Linked DNA regions of Mus musculus: region 2 is linked to region 1. A link is a contact called in public promoter capture Hi-C data. All regions are on one chromosome and are shown on one strand. Each heading gives the region's core, a stretch centred on a gene start, on an enhancer-like site or on the middle of the called end of the contact. The rest is flanking DNA. Distances are from core to core; before and after follow the strand shown. Region 1 holds the start of Il1a (interleukin 1 alpha). Region 2 holds the start of Il1bos (interleukin 1 beta, opposite strand).

The links. Promoter capture Hi-C pulls out the DNA fragments that hold promoters and counts their contacts.
Region 2: a promoter capture Hi-C map of macrophages shows a contact between it and region 1, with 16 read pairs. The contact joins the promoter of Il1bos here to the promoter of Il1a in region 1. A contact is called at or near these places in 25 of 39 promoter capture datasets (the 3T3-L1 cell line, 3T3-L1-derived adipocytes, the C10 cell line and 16 more), 1 of 15 datasets of contacts at CTCF or cohesin (the G1E-ER4 cell line), 13 of 484 Hi-C or Micro-C datasets (the G1E-ER4 cell line, LSK cells, bone marrow-derived macrophages and 6 more), 6 of 115 datasets of contacts at active chromatin or transcription factors (CD8 T cells, the HPC-7 cell line, bone marrow-derived dendritic cells and 2 more) and 5 of 9 other capture datasets (adipose tissue, bone marrow-derived macrophages, liver and 2 more).

Annotation. Positions count from the first base shown.
Region 1 is chr2:129,308,548-129,311,386 of GRCm38.p6, forward strand. Il1a (interleukin 1 alpha) reads right to left here and starts at 1,425. Exons shown (of 7, transcript NM_010554.4): 1 at 1,374-1,425; 2 at 508-562. The coding sequence starts at 554.
Region 2 is chr2:129,368,458-129,371,296 of GRCm38.p6, forward strand. Il1bos (interleukin 1 beta, opposite strand) reads left to right here and starts at 1,445. Exons shown (of 3, transcript NR_015474.1): 1 at 1,445-1,464. It overlaps Il1b (interleukin 1 beta), which reads right to left and starts at 2,682. Exons shown (of 7, transcript NM_008361.4): 1 at 2,611-2,682; 2 at 1,827-1,888; 3 at 1,246-1,294. The coding sequence starts at 1,873.

The DNA of each region.
Region 1 (2,839 bases), core at 175-2,674:
TTAGCATTAATTGTAAACAACAAGAACATCATAGTAGTTAAAAATGTTCTAGAGTTCCAGCTCTCTGCTCTCTTGTCGTTTGTCTCAGGGTAAAGTGACTGTGAGTGTGAATTCGTGTGCCCAAGGGCTGTTTCCTCCTGGTGACTGGGAACAGGCTCTACTGAGAACAGATTCTCTCTCAAACAGCTCATTAAAACCCACTGCTGATTCAGAACACACAAACTCTTTGGAGTGCCTAAGTTGATGTTAATATAAAATTATGTAGGATTCAGTATACCTCAAAAATATTTTCTACAATTTCCATGTTTTCCTGCCAATGCAATACTCTTTTAGCACAATGGATGACTGGTGTTCCTAGGTCTTCTCTGTCTTCTAGGACTTCAGGATCAATGGATAGCACCATAGTCTCTGCTTGCCTACCCCCTGGCTTGTCACATTATTTCTTAGTTGGAGTCAAAGGAACCTTGAGCCCCTTATCGAATCAAAAAAGAAGACTGTATTTCTTACCTGTAACAGTTCTTTAGGTCTTCAAACAAGTCAGGAACTTTGGCCATCTTGATTTCTGTAAGAGAACACCAGTGGCTGTCAGCTCAGTCCACTTCTAAACCCCGTGCTTGCAAGGGCAATGACCCTACTTTGCTCTTGAGAAATTACAATGAGTGACTTATCACATGCCCAGAATTTCCTCTATTCTTCTCTGTACTCCCTTACATTATTTCTGTATGCTTCTATCTCCTCCACTAACTTGTACTTTTGTTTTAGAATGTTTTCTCTACCCTGGTATTCTTTGTGTTCAGTCTATTGCATCACACATAGTAGGCATTTAATAGGTGAATATATTAAGGACAAAATTAAAATCACCAGAGTGGGGTGTCTGCCTTATATATAGGCAAGGGAGAATGGGAACCTGATGGCCTCTCTCATTTTTGCCAGTAGAGACGTCCAATCTCCAGAAAAAGATTCGACTTTGCTGGTAGACTCCCTCCCATGAATCTTGTTCAGCTGCTCCCTAAGTTCCCTGTCACTAGAAAGAGAATTCTTTTCTTAAATCTCTCATCCCAGCCCCTGTACTAAATTAGAAGAAGGAGAAGGAGGAGGAGGAGGAGGAGGAGGAGGAGGAGGAGGAGGAGGAGGAGGAGGAGGAGGAGGAGGAGGAGGAGGAGAAGAGAAGGAGGAGGAGAAGGAGAAGGAGAAGGAGGAGAAGGAGAAGGAGAAAGAAGAAGAAGAAGAAGAAGAAGAAGAAGAAGAAGAAGAAGAAGAAGAAGAAGAAGAAGAGAAAAAACCATAGCCTTACACAAGGTGCCTTGAGAGAGGACAGTCAAGGAGCAAACAAAAGACAATTTTCATAGCCTTAGACGTGATAAGGACAATACCTTTGCCGACTCAAGCGCCAATGAGTTGACTCCCTCTCTGCCCTGGAGACTTAAGTCTGAGTCAGGCTTCTCTGCCTTTTTATAGTCTTCCTCAAGCAGGTAGGAGTGGCCATGTGTGTGTCACTGGGAATTTACAGGAAACAATTCTGCTTAGTATCTTTCTATGTTCATTCTGCCTGATACCGGCCAGAAGGACAGATTATACACTTGGTAATAATGTTGCTTGCAAAGATTCCACGGGCCGTTGACTTGATCAGCCTATTTCTTGCTAATCCATGTGATTAGAGACATGTAGTCTTACAAAACGGGAAGAGCGGCAGGAAGCCCACCAGTGGAAGAGGAAGGAAGAAATCCTCAAATCAGAGTGAAAGCCAAACAAGGACTGGAGCTCCATAGCTGTACTTTGTGTTTTGGGCTAACTTGTTTATTGTGCCCCAGGACTGAATATGGATGGGCAGGATACTTGGCAGCTAAGGCATTTGAGGGAAAATGAGCTTCTTCCCTCCTCTTTGTAGGGGAAAATCTGCTTGAATAAATTATCAGTCTGAGTATGAAACAATAACCTTATGGTTAAAGGTGGAGGAGGTAAAAGTGACACTTGCCCTAAAGATCTGGGTCCTCTTACTCCTTTGGATAACATAAACACACTTCCTACAGAGATGACAGCTTCAGGAGAGAGTTCCCTGCCTCAGCCACATTATGGCAAAGTAACCTTGCCCTACCACCTAAACACAAAGTCTAGTGTACCTCTGGGTAGATCAGAGCTGAGTGAGAACAGCTGCTCACTTTTGGAGGCAGGGACAAAGGCCCAGCCATGATAGTGCCTCAGCTCCAGAGTGGAGGCTATGGGAGAGGAAGGTATGGATTCTTACATGGAGCAACACTGCCCGGTCAGTTTTATTAGAGATAGTTTCAGTTCCCAGACGCCAGGCCAGTCTTAAGAGGTAGGGCACCAGACTCTCAGCAAATCAGTGTTTCAGCTTTTCTAGTTGGCATTTAAGCCATGTAACTTTTAAATAAAGGAAGTGGGTGGTAGACAAGGAAAGAAAAATAATGGCAAAGAGAGAAAAGCAAACCACTGAAACACGGGATAAAACCCAAACCAAACCAGAAGCGGTGGGGCGAGAGGGGTAAAGCAGCTTATGTGTGTTGGTTGACCCAGTCCCTCTAGCCCTTTTAAAGCATGGAGTGGAGCTCTTTAGATGTTCATTGCTTCTACTGCAAGTGTAAACGCTCCAATTCCAATGTGGCTGCCCAGTCTGTCCCTCCTCATGCTGTATTTACAAACAAAACTCAAAGATGAGTGATCCTACGTAAAGGTAGTCCAAGCACAGAAGCAGACTGGAGCCAAAGCTCGGGTGGGTGTCTCTAAACATCTATGAGCAGTGACAGCAGCTAGCTAGCTCCACATCCCTCCTTAACCTGCCTTCTGCTCTAGGCAACACAGAAATGCTAATCTTGTCATC
Region 2 (2,839 bases), core at 195-2,694, 60 kb after region 1:
GTTATTTAATTTCTCATGACAGTATGTTCATGTTGTCTTCTATTCAACGGAGATCACCCAACAGGCTCTCAATGGCTTCCCATACATTCTTTTTCTCATAGGAATATTTAGCAGACACTATAAGCATAGCTTTTGTTTGTAAAATATGTCACCACTTTTCTGTTCTTTGGAGAAACACCACATTAAGGCCTAAACACAGTTGCCTTGAGGCATGATAACAGTTTCAAAGCTTGAAGGACAGCGATAGATCATTTCAATAGTGTAAAGGAAAGGTTGATTGGGAGAGAAGTTTCTGTCCAGAGTAGAGGCTCCCAGGGAAAGCCATGTTCTGGAGCAGGCAGTGGGGGACAGAGCCTGGCTGGGAAAGTGAGAGGCGTCACCCAAGGCTGAACTAACTAGTTAGAGTGGTCTTAAAATACATTCATGTAAGCTAAGGACTAGATTCTGTAGCTGGGGGAGACTGTTGAGGGATTGGGAAGAGGTCTGAGAGAAACAGCTGCCTCCTGAGTGGGGCAGTGACGTGGCTGGACTGACGCCATGTGGCATTAGAGCGTTCTCAGTCATCATAGGAAGGGACAGCTGGGATGCAACATGGCTCTTCATGAGAGCAAGTCTGGAAAGTGCCCTTGTGCTAGGATGGACTTGGCCAGCACTTAAAACACTTCAGAATGGAAGGTTGTGACAGATCGCCAACATTTCAGAGATCTTCTGACCTGTGTTTCCCAAAGGACACAGTGGGGACTGTCTATGATCACACAGCAATGAAAGGTCTTGTCTAAGGCCACAGGTTATTTTTAAAAATCCTAACTAACTTTTTGTTTATATCACTTATTTCTTATTATCTTAATCTCCCCAGGAACATGCGAAACTGTTCTTTGGCAGAGAAGGAAGAGATGCTAATTCTGAAGGTCATGCTCTCTAGATCCAGAGTTCGATTTAAGTGGTCAGATTAAGCTCCATCTCTCTCAAGGGGGGACTAAATGTATGTTGAAGACCATACTGTCTTCTTAGCATAAAACACCATGATTGCCATCAGCAAGCCTTGGTGTGTGGCTGTGGTAAATGAAACCTGTGTGGGAGCCAGGTCAGTGTGTGGGTTGCCTTATCTATGTCACTGAAAGAGGCAAAATAATCCCATCACAAAATAGCCTGGGAGCAAGGCAGTCCCATATCCCTTCCCGTTTGGGTTTTTTTTTCCCATGCCACAGTCCCTCCACAGGTTAGGAGCCAAGCTCAGAGTCTCACCTTCATCTTTTGGGGTCCGTCAACTTCAAAGAACAGGTCATTCTCATCACTGTAATGAAAACAGATGTGGTCAAGTGATAGCTCCTTATCAATACTGAGCAGACAGACTTCCATTGTTCATAAAACCACACCTACCATGACTCTTAAAGCTTCCCAAAGACTTCTGGGAAGTTCTACAGTGCTACGTAAGTAACAGTCTAGAAGCAGATTCTGGGCCAGGTAAGTGGGTGCTCTGGTTGCTCTCTGTTGACTTCTGACACCTAAATTCTAGACTAGCAGAGTTAGCTAAAGTCTGAGCTCTCTGCCTTTGCTTCCAAGCCAGACTTTGCAAAAGAGTCTCTTATCCTGTCCATGTGGAAGTTTTTCTTACCATTGCATCTGTAGGAGTCCCTGTAGTGACAGCACCTAAGTCCCTAGGTTGGGCTTGGGAGTGAAGAGGTCAGTCTTTAAGCTAGGTTGCTTGAACTCTGATAGCCACTGAAGGAGATGAGTTGGGGACTCTCTGGCCTCTGAAAGTAGATAGCCCTCCATTCCTGAAAGCAGAGTGCTGGATATGTGACCACTCTCCAGTACCCACTGACCTGTCAAAAGGTGGCATTTCACAGTTGAGTTCAGGAACAGTTGCCATAGCTGCTTCAGACACCTGTGTGAAGAAAGAAAGTGGGTGGGCATCCAGCGTTAGCTCCCCGAGGGGCGTCCTTCATATGTGTTTCTCTTAGCTCTAGTTCAGGGCAGGCATGCTAAACTGGTCTCTGAGGAATGAAGGAACGGAGGAGCCGTTGTATAGGTCTAGAACAGTGGCCCTTTTGGAGTCAAGTGGCCCTTTCACAGGGGTCACCTAAGACCATTGGATAACACAGATATTTACACTTCATAACAGTAGCAAAATTATAGTTATGAAGTAGCAATGAAAATAATTTTAGGGTGTGTGGGGGGTCACTACAACATGGGGAACAGCATTAGGAAGATGCTCTGGAAGGAAGCAACAGCAGAGCCAAACCCTAATAAAGAAGCTTTCCTACAAGACAGGAGCTGCCTTTTAGATGTCAGCGGCTATACAGACAGTACTCATTTCCAGAGTACTTCACAAACCATGGAGGTACAGCTACTTTTTATAAATAAAAAGCCCAAAGTCCATCAGTGGGGGGGGGGGAAAGAGAGAGAGAGAGAGAGACAGAGAGAGACAGAGAGAGAGACAGAGAGACAGAGAGAGACAGACAGAGAGAGACAGAGACAGACAGAGAGAGAGAGAGATAGACAGACAGAGACAGAGAGAGAGACAGACAGAGACAGAGAGAGAGAGACAGAGAGAGAGAGATAGAGAGAGACAGAGAGAGAGAGAGACAGAGAGAGAGAGAGACTTACTTGCACAAGGAAGCTTGGCTGGAGAGGATCCCAGATGAGCCTATTAGGCCTCGAACCACTGCAGGGTTTGTTGTCCAACTTGTTTTCCCTCCCTTGTTTTATAGTCCTAAAAAGCAGAAGTGAAGAGCTGTGAAATTTTCCCTTGGGTTAACTGATTTCACAACAAAACTGAAGGGTGGGGGAGGGGGGAGAAGCTTGATGGGAATTCTTAGGGGAAGAGGCTATTGCT